Linked DNA regions of Mus musculus: region 2 is linked to region 1. A link is a contact called in public promoter capture Hi-C data. All regions are on one chromosome and are shown on one strand. The core of a region is the stretch at or near the end of the contact, and the rest is flanking DNA. Distances in the headings are between cores, read along the strand shown. Region 1 holds the start of Garnl3 (GTPase activating RANGAP domain-like 3). Region 2 holds the start of 9430024E24Rik (a long non-coding RNA gene).

What was found. Promoter capture Hi-C pulls out the DNA fragments that hold promoters and counts their contacts.
Region 2: a contact with region 1 is called in a promoter capture Hi-C map of hippocampal neurons, with 4 times the contacts expected there. The contact joins the promoter of 9430024E24Rik here to the promoter of Garnl3 in region 1. A contact is called at or near these places in 4 of 39 promoter capture datasets (the 3T3-L1 cell line, 3T3-L1-derived adipocytes, hippocampal neurons and 1 more) and 1 of 115 datasets of contacts at active chromatin or transcription factors (stem cell-derived neural progenitor cells).

The regions. Positions count from the first base shown.
Region 1 is chr2:33,126,737-33,133,260 of GRCm38.p6, forward strand. It overlaps Garnl3 (GTPase activating RANGAP domain-like 3), which reads right to left and starts at 3,883. Exons shown (of 30, transcript NM_001355200.1): 1 at 3,688-3,883. The coding sequence starts at 3,779.
Region 2 is chr2:33,715,641-33,722,164 of GRCm38.p6, forward strand. It overlaps 9430024E24Rik (a long non-coding RNA gene), which reads right to left and starts at 3,310. Exons shown (of 2, transcript XR_374262.3): 1 at 2,995-3,310; 2 at 1-1,168.

The DNA.
Region 1 (6,524 bases), core at 2,633-5,132:
TAAGAACGTTCATCCGAAAGCTAATCATTCTGTCCACAGCTGTCAGTCCCAGTGCTTCCCACACTCCTGGTAGCAGCACTTCACACACTAGGTCATTTAAAGCTCACATCAATACAGGGCGGTTAAAAATTTGTTAACCAAGATTCACAGAGGGCTAAGCAACTTTCCTAATTCACTTGCTTGATTGACAAAGGCAGAAACTTGAGCCCAGGTCCTTGTGCATTGCCACCATCTGATCTGCCTGTCTATAAAGTCACAGTGAACACATTCAGGGCAAGTTGTTTAACAGCACGGGTGTCTTCCCTGATGCCTCCAAGTACAGAGAGCTAGTCTTTTTCATTACCACCAGCCTGATGCCCAGTCCCTAGGCCATTTCTTGCTCCTTCACTTCCTTTTCTTAGCTTGCTGTGTTTGCACACCAGCTATCAGAACTCACACAGGATATTTAGCAAAGAGAACCGTGAAACTGTTAATGCTGCAGAAGTACACACTCATGTAGACACACACATATACACACAAAGATAAAATGAGTAGGTAAATATGGCTAACACTCATTCTCAAAGGGACTAACCATGAGGCAAGGGTGTTTAAACTTGATACAGTTGGCCAGGAGAAGTAACTGAGGCATACAGAGGTGGCAAGGCTTCCCCTCCTAGTTATGTTCCAAAAGCAGCCGAGAAGCTCTCAGACAGCTGCAGGCCTCTGGATCAATGGGCTTGGTCTAAGGAGCCATGCACCCATTCGGTCAAGATGTAGATAAGAGGGTCTGACACTGAGCCAGAATCATGAGGTCATTTGGATTACTGAATTAAGGAAGCTGTTTTTAGAACAACAAAGATAATGGAGAACTACTTTATATGCTAACTGTAAATTTTCATTAAACATGGAGAAATTGTAGATGACTATCTATTTAAGTAAAGAGATTCTTTTACATGAGTATAAACAAGAGGAAGAAATCAGTGGCTCTAAAGTTTAAGACAATAGTCACCACACACACAAATGCGCGCACACACACAAACACACACTCACTGGAAAACCACCACACAGAATGTGAAAAGGCAAATAATTAACTGGAAAAAAAAATCTGCTATATATTTACCGCAAAATTCCCCTTAATAAATAAAAAAAAGTTTTAATTCTACTAGGAAAGGATAAATATTCCAAAGGAAAATGATGATCATATATACAAATACCTTAAAATAAGTAAAAAAATATGATTTATGAGAAAAGCATCATTACTAAATAAAGAAATTCAAATGACAAGGTATCACTTTGGCAAATATAATAATAATGCCTAGGAGAGCACTCTGGAATCCTGCTGCAGAAGACTTTAAGAGGCTCTTTTGTCCTGACCCATAATTCCCATCACTTTCATGATCTTATCTTATGGGCCAGTGATGTCTTCACACACAAGTGACTATACATAAATGAACTGCATCTCTAGGAAGAGTGAAAGTAGTAAAAGATAGGCTAAAAATAGTTAGACATCCATATAGTAGGAGATCACACAGCAACTGAAAAAAAATTTTTAAGGAATATGTAAGGATTGCTTCCAGGGTTTATGATGTGCTGAGTGAAAAGTCAATTAAAATGATAAATATTCATGGAGAAAAGGCCAATTATATCTATAGTGGGATTATGAATCAATAAACTATCCACTGGGTGTGGTGGTCTTTAATCCCAGCACTTAAGGGGCAGAGGCAGGCAGGTCTCTGTGAGTTCCAGGACAGCCTGATTTACATAGTGAATTTCAGGCCAACCAGGGCTATATGAGACTATATATCATCAATACTACCATCAAAATAATTTAATTATCCTGTTTATGTTCTTCTTGCATTTTCAAATTTCATTCAATAAATTATTTTTAGAAGAAAAAAAGAAAAAAAAAAGCTAATCCTAATTATCTCACAAGCCACTAGATAATGTCATGGTGTATCAGAGAACAAAAACACCTGGAGGCTTGTAAGTCATTTCAGTTCTTGAAGAATATGGTCATGAAGACAAAGGGGAAGGAAGTCTAATTTTTATGCCAGCACTGTCCACTATGGTACGCATTTCTCAGTCCTCCTAAGGCTCTTATCAGAATTGCTGGAGCAGATGTGTCAAGGACTGAGCCTGAGAAAGCTAATTAATGCTGGCTGAGGGGGTAGTGCTGGGATCAATGTGGTTACTTGCATTGAAGGCTAAGCACAACTCAACACTCAGGTGTCTTGGCGAGGTGTTCCACAGCCACAGGTGTCTGTGGCTCCCGGACTGCATGGGCTGCATTACAGAACCATTCCTTCATGTCCGGAAGTTCTGTAGCAGCACTGTCCTAAGCAGGCTGCCTCAGACCTGAGAGATTCTCTTTGCTCCAGTCTCTTGGTATACCTCTTCCTATTCTTCATGCTCAAGCCATAGAGATTGTTAGCTGCCTGGGTCTCCTATGGAAGGGAAATGTTCCACTCAGGTCACCACACAAATATTTAGAACCTTCTTGGCAGATGCCCAGGTGCTGATCACACAAAGCTAAGCCTAGAGTTCAAGAAAGACTTTCAAAAAGAATTGATGAGCAGTTCTACAGCCTGAGGGAGGAGTGCCCAAGCCCTTCAGGCTCTGTGATGGGCCAGGCTTGAGGCAGCTGTGGTGATGGGGAAGAGGCTAGGGCAGCGGCTAGAGCAGCCTTGATATCTGTCCTTACCACACAGCATCAGAACTGCTGGAGCAGTGTGTCAAGGACTGAGTCTGAGAAAGGCCAATTAAGGGCATCACACCTTCCTTTAAGGATCTTGGCTGGTTTGCTTTGTGCCTTAGCAAATGAACTCTCTTTTCCACCTCAGTGGAGGTTAGAGTCCTACATCTTTTTTCTCTTCCTCGTCCCTACCCATGCTATGGCAATTAAAAACTCAGGGGTGCAGGCAGCAGTAGGCTAGGAGGAAGGGGGTTGGCTTCAGGATACCCTCCCTAAGGCCATTATTACAGAATACTGATGAAAATCTGGCCCAGATGGTGGTGCTGGAGTCATTCTGAAAGGAATGAGTCCACCTGGAAGCAGGACCCATTTCAAGTTACAAGGAATTCCTTGGAGGTGGGAGTAAGCCGGGGATAGGCATGGGCAAGAGCCGCAAAGGGAAGGGCGTGTCCGGCAGCAGCCAAGCTTCACCTACGGCCAGGCTGGTTCCTCAGGAGGGCGCCAGTTAAGGAAGGTAAGTCCGGGAGGGGCACGGACAACCTGGGAAAGAGAAAGGACCTAGGAACTATGCAGGGTGCCCCCCACCCCAACCACAGATGGGCGGGGCCATAGGCAGCAGGTGGCCAGGCACTTGGGGTGCGAGGATGGATTATAGAAAGCAAGAGAAGCCTAAAGGGTGTCCTTTTGGGGGCTTAGGGGTTCCGACCTTGTCCTTGAGCATTTAGAAGCAGGCAGGTCGCGTTCTCCACAGCCCAAGACCTCCCTGAGCCGTAGTGTGCAGGGCCTGTCACAGGGCCGAGGCTTCGGACGTCCACATCATCTGCCGGCCGGACACAGGTCTCTAGCCCTCCCGCTGGGCACTCCCTCAGCGTGGCCCGGCCGCTCTACTGGGCTCTGCGCCGACTCCCTCCCACGCCGCGGCCTCGCCACACTCTGTCCCCTCACACCGCCAACCCCCACGTGGCCTACTCCCCTCTCCCACCCCTAGAGGCTGCACCCCTCCGGGGCAACGGTACCTGGGACTCTCAAAGCTGCACCCCCTGCGCCGCAGCGCCGCCCTCTTCTGCCGCAGGAGCGCAGCGGCAGCCCCGCCGGGTTCCTGCTCCATCGCCCCGGGCGGGGGCCGACGGCTCGGGCACACTCGGGTGGGCTCGGGCCTCGGCGGTGTTCGGCCGGACGCTCAGCTAGCGCGCCGCAGCCCACGCCCCGCCCCGCACCCCTCACCGGACCCAAGCCCCGCCTCTGTCCCGCCCCAAACTCCAGCCCAGCCTGGGACCTCAGGCCCCGCCCCGAACTCCAGCCTAACCACGCCCTCAGACTATTCGCGGGGTCCAAGCCCCGCCCCTACTCTAATCAGGTCCCTTGAACACGCCTGAGGCTTTAGGCCCCGCCCCTACTCTAACGGCCTAACCACGCCTCTGGCTTTAGGCCTCACCTCTGCCCCGCCCCCATTCTAGCAGGTACGCCTCTTCCGAACCTCTGGCTTTAAGCCCTGCCCCTAGCCTAGCGAAGTTTGCCTCATCTCTCCGGAGCTAGTCTCCGGAACCTCCCTGATCTCCTACCGAATCCACTCCCTTTGGTCCTTTTTGAGGCCTTGGCCCTCCCCCTGCCTCGCCCCTAATCTAGAAGATCCTCCCTCACCACTCAGCTGGGTTTAGGCCCCGCCCCCTCACCGCCCCAACCCAGTCTATTTGAATTAGGTTCAGGTCCCGCCCCTGTCCGCCTTTGCCCCGCCCCAATCACGCAGATCTCCTCTCAGCTCTGCTCAGGCTCCACCCGTGCCCCGCCCCAAGTACCAAGCCTTACCTATCAGTGGGCTCAGGCCCCACCCCAAACCCTTATCCAGTCAGTCCCTTTGCCCTTCAGCTTTGCCAAGGGCCCGCCCCATCTCTTAGCCAAACCCACCTCACTCCCTAGTCTGGGCACAGGCCACGCCCCGAGCTAACGATCTCCGTTTCTCCGGCCCTTCTCAGACCAGTGCAGGCCCCACCCTGCCTCTACACCAGCTCCAGCCACGCCCCTCCTGAACTGGCCTCACCAAGATCTTCTACCCGCGCTCCCTCCGTTCTTCTGTGTAGCGCACGCAGGCTCCCAATGCCCACTGGATCCTCAACTTCGTCGGGTCCACGGCCCATCACTCCCGCTCCTTACCATTCCCACAGATCTAGGCCCTTCCCACCTACCCCTCCAGCACAGAGCGCTCTATCGGCCCGCCGCTCCACAGCTCCGATTGCTGGATTCTCTGCTGACCCTCCTCACCTCAGCACCTCTTGGTCCTTTCTATCGTAGCACCGCCTTCTTTTGGGGGCCGCCTTTCTCCACATCCCGCCCACAGGCATGGCCCCCAACCCCGGAGCTCCGCCTCTTTTCTCTTGAAGCTGAGGTCTGTACTTAGAGCAATTTTGTTCTCTCGTCCCTTGGCTATTCCACCCCAAGAGCCCTCTAGCTTCCCCGCCTACAAGTCCCGCCTATCTAGCCCCGCCCATGTCGCCTCTTTCTCACTTCAGGAGTGCCTGGATGGTGCGGGTCTTCCTGCCTGAACTGGGGTCCACCATGAGGTTTGCGCTACCTCAGGATCTAACCAGTCAGCAAAAGGAGGTACTACTGTCTCCTGGTGGCTGTTTGTGGTCTGACACAGTGAGGCTGAGGGGAGCTTTGGTTGTCTACCAGTTGTGGGTTCAGGTTTTCATTCATAACCTTCCAATTTTGTGACAGCTCTAACCTCCACCCCTCATTTCCTCCCCGAGTCGGATGCATCATCTGAGTTCTGTAACATTGCACTGTAGTTGGGTGTGGAAATTCATCTGAGTTTAAGTAAGGATGGCTTTGCCATCTATTTCTAGTTCAGTTTCTGTTGCTGTGATCAAAAGCACCTTAGGGAAGAAAGCCTTTATTTGTCTTACAGGCTACAGCCCATCATCTGGGAAGTCAGAGCAGGAGCTCAATGTCCCAAGCAGAAACTGAGGTCTGTACTTGGAGCAATTCTGCGTCTCTTGTCCCTTGGCTATTCAGCCCCAAGAGCCCTTTAGCTTCCCCTGCCCTACACAAGCCCCGCCCACGTTGCCTCTTCCTCACTTCAGGGGTGCCTGGATGATGCGGGTCTTCCTGGCTGAAGCGGAGTCCACAACGAGGTACAACAGTTTGGAGCTGGAAGGGTGAGGAACTCAAGAACTGAATCAGCACTTAACAGATTTTCCTCTGGCTTGCTCACCTTCTTTTCTTATCTAGCCAAGTACCACCTGCCCGGGATACTACCACCTACAGTGGGCTTAGATCCTTCACAGCACCCCACCACCACTACCAAAAGCCCTCACAGACCTGTCTACAGGCTAATCTGATGGAGGAAGCTGCTCAATTGAGAGTTCCTCTTCCCAGGTAAAGTGTAGGTGTGTGCTAATTTGTGCAGCAGGGCTCTTTCACTGCGATCACAAGGTTCTGGTCTCATTCAAGCAGAGACAGGAGCAAGAATGGGTGTGTATGCCTGGGAGCTGCCACTGAGATCCCCAATCTACTCTAGTTCCTGCGCTCCTGCTCGCTGGCGCTTGCTCTCTCTCTGCCTCCCTCCCTCCCTTACTCCCTCCCTCGCTTTCTCCCTCTCTCCTTTACCTCTAATCAAACTGGAGTGGGTTTGCTTTATGCATCATGACTTCCTCCTGACAGATCTTTTCAGATTATCACCTTGACTGGAACTCTCCCTCAGTAATCTCGGGTTGCCTGCTTTTCCCCATGTGCATCCTGTCCTCTCTGTCTCCCTGACCCCCCTCCCCCCACTCCTACAGCCTCCTTAATGTTCTGCGACTTCTGATCTGAAAACTCTCAAGGCCCCCTGTCTTCTTAGGTATCCCCAGACCCT
Region 2 (6,524 bases), core at 2,060-4,559, 590 kb after region 1:
AAAGCACTCGTCTCAGTTCTGCTGAGGAGGGCATCAAAGAGTAGCGCTGTCTCCACGGCCGGTCACTGAAGATGGACGACCAAAGGAGAGGGTGGTGGGGAGTGAATGGCATGTCAGCACCTTTGCTAGTAAACAGCGGTGGAATGTTATGCACATATGAGTCTCTTTCTAGCACATCCATTGAATGGGATGGCTTGCAGACTTAGCAGAGAGATGGAGATGCCACCCTACCATATATTATTAAATGCAAATGTAAGTTGCAGGGCTGTTCACTAGCTGTGTTCTGTGTGTACTCCAGAGGACGTGCACCTATCTGCTGATCTCTACTTTCAGGAGGTGGGGGTCATGAGAAATTGTCCAAAGCTTACCTGCAGGACAAGAAGAGGAGGCCGAGGGCAGGCTAGCAATGGTGCTGACTCCTAGCCTTTGAGCCGTCTCAATGCCGCATGCTGTGTGTGTGTGTGTGGCAGATGGCAAATAGGTCAACATTTAAAGCAAAGATTAAAATGTCACAAAGCTCTCCGTTCTAGGTAGCGAGGGTTTAGCAGGCTCTGTTAAACAAGGCAGACCATTTGGGGCCTTCATCACTCGGCCTCAGTTTCTTCATCCGTCAAGTGGAATGGCCCCATAACAATAGTATTTACATCTTTGAGACACAAACATAGCCTGGAGGAGTCAGTAAAAGCTGTGTGTTTTATAAACAACACGCAAATCAATCTTGGCATAGTAATCCTTGTATTGACTAGTGCGTCACTTTGGTCATACTGGAAGAGACCTTAAAAATAGCTGCGTGTGTTCCAAGCTGGAAACGGAGATGGCAGAGGGTGATGCTGTCCATCTCGGGGACTGGTTTGCTGTGTGGTCCACGCTGGGTTTGCTGGGTGGATCTGACACTTTATTTCTGAACTGGTAAATGGTCTTCCATGTCTCTGTATACACAGGCAGGTGACCTAACGGAATTAAGCTTATTGGTTTAATTCCTTTGGGTCCCCTTGGCAAGGGAAGAGCAGCTGGGTGAATATTTTAATTAAGCACTGACACCCAGAAGTCAAAGTGTCGGGTGGTTCCATCAGCAACTGCTCAGGGTTTGGGGTTTTAATCAAGTGTGCCTTCGGAATTCAAAATTCTTCCTGGGTAGAAATATGTCATTAGGCGTCCAAGATTTCCACTGGAGAGAGAGAGAGAGAAAAACAAAACAAAACAAAACACAACTTGACTGTATTTTCTCTAGAGAACGACACTATGATTCGATTAGCCTTTTTCCTTGACATTTTGCCCACTTTATTAACTTCTGCTCTGCTTTTAGGCAGGCAACTACTGTTTCACTTCCCTGAAGAAGCACATAATATTATAATTCAAGTGTCAGGACAGATTAGGTTAAACGAACTGTGTAATTCCCGAAGGAAAACAAACTTCAAAACGGACGCGGTTAGCCTTGTAACACACCACGGATTGCATTAGCGTCCAGCCGGCGAGCCCGTCACCTAATGTGCTAAAGTTGGCTCTGATGTCCCCTTCTCTCTGCAAGGTGAGAAATTACTTAGCTAACAAAATATTCCGTTTCCCCCCCAACCCCTCTTTGCATTCTTTCTTTATGAGATCCCGAATTGTGACATTCGCACCGAAAAAAAAAATCTCTGCGCTTATTTGTGAAAAATGTATATTAAAACCAAAACCCATCACATGGAGAGAGGTCCCAGATGGTTTTATTCACAAGCAGTAGAATTAATGGCCTCTCTTCTCTTTATAAATATTAGAAGCAGATGAGTTCATTAGGATTGTGCCGTAATAAAGAAAACCTGCTTATTCTGACAAGACAGCCACTTATCTAATCTATCTACCGAGTAACAAAGCTACTTCCGGCCTGTAAAACCCAGCGGACTCATCGGCGTTACCTGCGCTGTTTCGAGATTAATGAAAAACACGCCAGTTCCACATTCTGCAAAAGAAAGGTTTCGGGTGGCAGTGGTGGAGCAGAGATGGAATTCAAGGGATTTCTTTCTTTCTTTCCTTTTTTTTTTTTTTTTTTTTTTTTTTTAAATGTGAGTGATTTTGAAAAGCGAGGGTTTTGAAATGTTTACTTTGTGGTGGTTTGAAATTTTTACATCTTTCAACAAAGAGGCCAGAGAAGTGAAAACACGTGAAAAGAGTTTCTGAAAAGCACGATTCAGCAGAAGTTGGGTGAAGCCGCCGAGGGTCCTTTATCTGGGGCAATCTGTGCGCGTCACGGGGTAGGGGAGGCCCAGAGCTCAGCCCCACTGGCCCACCCGAGCCTGCTGGAGGCCCTGGGCTCCCGCTTCAAAGCGCAGTTGGAGAAGCGTCTTGGGAGGGAATCGGACACCTCGCTCTGGGGACCTTTATGCCCAAGCACTGTCGCCTGATGTGGTCATCTCGTTAGTCATGGGAAGCCCAGGGAATTTCTGTTTGTGCCTCTTTCCACACTTATTAAGCAAGAAGTGGGAGGCCGACATGAGAAACCAAAAGATGTTTGTGGTCCCCTGGGCTGCATCTCTTGGGACCACAGCTTATCCATCACTGCAGAGGCATTGCGGAGAAATGGAAAGAGTCAACCGTGCCCAGAGGGGGAGAAAGTGAGCACTCAGGGGCTCCCTGTCTGCTGTATCTTGGCTGGGCTCCCGTGGAAGGGCGTGGGCTCCGAGTCTGAGAAGGGAATGCCTTTGGGGGAGCCAAGCCGCAGCTTAGGAAGATCGGCATGTCACCAGGTTCGGTTGTCTCATTATGTAGCTCAGACCTTTCCCCCCACTTTCCCTAGCAAGGGACCAGCAAGAAGCTGTCATACAGAACTCAGGCACCTGTACAGACCTGTCTCTGTTGTGGGAGAAGACCAAGATGGAACTACCCTCCTCCTCTCCTCTTCTCATCTCCCCCCCCAGCCCCCCAATGCTAGGGTTGGAATCTAGTATTTCATACTTCCTAAGCAAGTGCAGAACTCTAGGTTCTAAGCAGTTCCTTTAGTCCACCAAGTCCCAGTACCTCCGCATCATGTCAGAACCCGCTCTCGCTGGCTGTCCTGTGTCCTGTTCTCTTCCTCTCGGGGCTGCAACACTCCCAGAGGCCCAGGTGGAATTCTGAATTGCGAGATCATCAGACTGGCCCCTCGTGCCCCAATCCCACATGTAATCAAACTTCTGGGCAGATTTTTTGAGGGAAGCAACAAGTTTGAGCCAAGACCCCATGATTGAAATTCTCCAATAAATCCCTCCCAGCTGAGCCCTGAGGGTCTGTAGCTAGCTTCAGCAAGGAGGGATGGTGTGAAGGGTTTCTTTTTTCTTTCTTTTTTTTTTTTTTTGCAAACTTCAAACAGGACCTGGGGTTGTGGGGGAGGAGGAGGGCTATGCTGAGAGAGGAGGCCACAGACCAAGGGCTCAGAGTTAATTAAAGAGCCTGCATGCTTACACCTATAAACTCAGCCTTCTCTGTACATTAAAGCCCTCTGCTTTCTTTCTTGTAGGGCCACCTCTCGTGGTGAGTCTGGAAGTAGAACTAGACTCAAGCCATACTGTTTGATTTTTGTTTTTGTTTTTTTTTTTTTTTTTGCAGCCCCTGGAAGGTTCTAGCCAGAGCACTTTGCCCTTCTACCAGGAGCTAAGACTGTGTTCAATTGCTTTATTAAACATTGAGAATCTACAATTTCCCAAAGTAGGCCTGGGCACATCCCTCGGGGTGTGTGGGCCACCACCTCGCCCATTTGTCAGGCAAGGAAAGTGAGGTTCAGAGAGGCAAAGTGACCAACTGAAGAGCATATTGTGATCAGGAAGAAGTCAGGACTAGACCGCATAATCTTCTGTCAATGGCTAGGGCAGGGACCAACAAGGGACATGCTGCCCTCACCCCAGCCCTGCCCCCTTGCACTGCCGGTGACATTCAATCAGGTGCTGGTGATGCCTGGGCCAGCAGGCCGGGCAGGGCCTCCTCAGCCTCCCAACGACAAATGGTTCTCGTTTGAAAGGGAGGTTATAAAAACACGTGCCCAGAGACACTGTCAGGGAAGGGGGATTAATCTCACTCCAGTCAAAGACCATATTCCAAATATTTTTCTGGGGGTGGGAGGGAGTGGGGGCAGGGATCAGCCCTATCTGGGAAGGCAGTCAGGTTCCTGGGGTGCCCCACAGGCTGGGCTCCAGGAGGCAAGTGATGATGCAGAACAGTCAGGCCAGGGTTCCATGTATGGACCCGGCGAGGCTGGGTCCAATCAAGACCACTGCTTGGAGGCATGGTGCCTCCAGGCTAGCTTTGCAGGCGCTCGCCAGGCTGGCTTGGATATTCACACTGTGTCCGGGGTCTTGGCTGTGTTTCAGAGCCCTGTGAGTTGCTGAAGGAAAGGATTAGAAGCCTGGGACATTTTTATTTTCTGGATGGTGTCAAAGGCTGAGTGTTTTCTCCTGGCCTCTGGAGCAGAGAGGACCCCAAAGACCAGCCAGGGGGGTGGTCTTGCCTCTATGCCTTTTACCTGGACAGGAGTCAAGTCACCCAGAAGCGCTAGCTTTTCGGCTCTCAGACTTGGGGATCCAGGTCCTTATGTGACTCTGGGATTCCAGGCATAGTCTCTTAGGGGTACAGGCCTGAGGTTTCCAACGGTCCTATTTATTGAGGGCATAAAGGTCTAAAGTGGTGTGCTATTTGTTTATCCATACCCTGGAAATAAAAAACCTTGGAAGGACTTTTACTGAGCCCATTTTCCAACAGGGTAAATTGAGACTTGGGGATGTACAGGTAGAAACCAAAAAGCAGAGACATGTCTGCTTAACCTTCTAAACATCTTTTCAAAGCAAGGACAGTTAACTACTCATTTCACTGATGCAGAAGCTGAGGATCAAGAATCTAACTTATCCAAGCCCTGCCCTGCTGGCAAGGGGTGGGACTCTCGGGCAGTGAGGACGGGGACTCCACAGTGGGCTGGCATCTTTCCAAACGCACGTCAGCAGCATGCAGACAGCAGATTTGTCTTCCATCTGTTAAAGAAGCCCCATGTTGCTCGGCTTTCTGCGTGAGAAGTCCTGAGAGCCCTAGATTCATGGTAGCGCAAGTGAGGTCAGAAGCATCCCCGTGGGGTCTCATGAGGGCTGGCACCAGGCCATGTGTGCTTAGCCCAGAGATCTAGTGTGTTCCGACTGGGAGCAATGGGCCCTCACCCAGGCTATCCAGTGCTAGAATAGTCCTCATTTTATAGGAAAGGATCAGAAACCCACCCCACAGCTACTTGAGGGACTGGGTTGGTTCCTATACAGCCATGAAGTGCCTCTTCTCTGGGGATCTAAAAGGGACTCCTGGTACTAGAGGGACCCACCCTGGAGCCTCCTTTAGGCAGTAGAGTCCTGTGCTGGGGTCCTGCAGTTTTGAGTAAGTCTATCTGATTTCAGTTTAGCTTGAAAATAGATTTCAAACAGGAGCTGGGATTGTCTAGCAAGATGGGCTGGTGAACAGAGTGTACCTGTGTGCATAGGTGTACGTGGGGGAGTCATGGACCTTATCTCTCCAGACCCCCCTCCTACCCACAGTGGAGGAGTCAGGGATTTACCTCAGGTCAGTCAGTGTCTTCTTCTGGACAGCCCATTCCAGCACTCTGTCTATTGTCCAAGCAGATAACGGGGCCTGACCTCACTCACTCCATCAGAAAAATCTCGGAGTGGCTGATTGTTATTACCCTGGAGTTCCTGGGTCTGGGTCACATTAGGAGGAGAGGGCAGGCCTGAGCTGCCTGGCTTCAGGAGCTGTCTGTCTCCAGAACCTCTACAATGGGAAGCCTCCCTTCAGATGACGTCGTCTGGGCTATCTTTAGGTGCTGCAGTTGAGGATGTGTGGGCCACTGCTCTTGGTTTGATGGGATCTCCCGGCATCACCTGGGCCTCAGTTTCTACATTTGCCAAGTCTAGGAATCCCTAGCAGCAAGGCTACGCTGACAACACTCATTTTATCATCTCTAAACAGCATCCAGACAGCACCTCCTTCCCCTTGATATGTGTTCACCCAGGGATGGCCACCATCGTGAGCCAGCTCCCAAGCTCAGGGCACACCTCCGTCCTCCAGAAAGCTTCCCCACCCAACCCCACTTGTCTTTGAAGAAATAAATTGTTAAGATAACATCTATTTTGAAACTATTTGGGAGAAAAAGGAGATTTTAAAAAATTGGTATGGACAGTGCATGTGTGTGCATGTATGAGTACATGTGCATGCATATATGTGTGCACATGAGAGCGTGCTTGCATGTGGTATGCCATTGTGTGTGTGTTCTCCTGGAAGCCAGCAGAGGGCATCAGATCCTTTGGAGCTGGGTTTACATGTGGTTGTAAGGTGCCTGACATGAGTGCTGGGAACTTAGGTCCAGTCCTCTGCAGGGGCAGTAAATGCTCCTCGCCACAGTCATTTTCCCACCATCTCTCTCCCTTTGTTTCAAACACTAGCAAGGTCTTGCTGTGTAGTCCTGGCTGGCCCAGAGTGTGCTATGTACAGCAGGTTGGCCTCAGACTTGCAGTGACCCTCCCTCTCTGCCTCTGAAGTGCAGA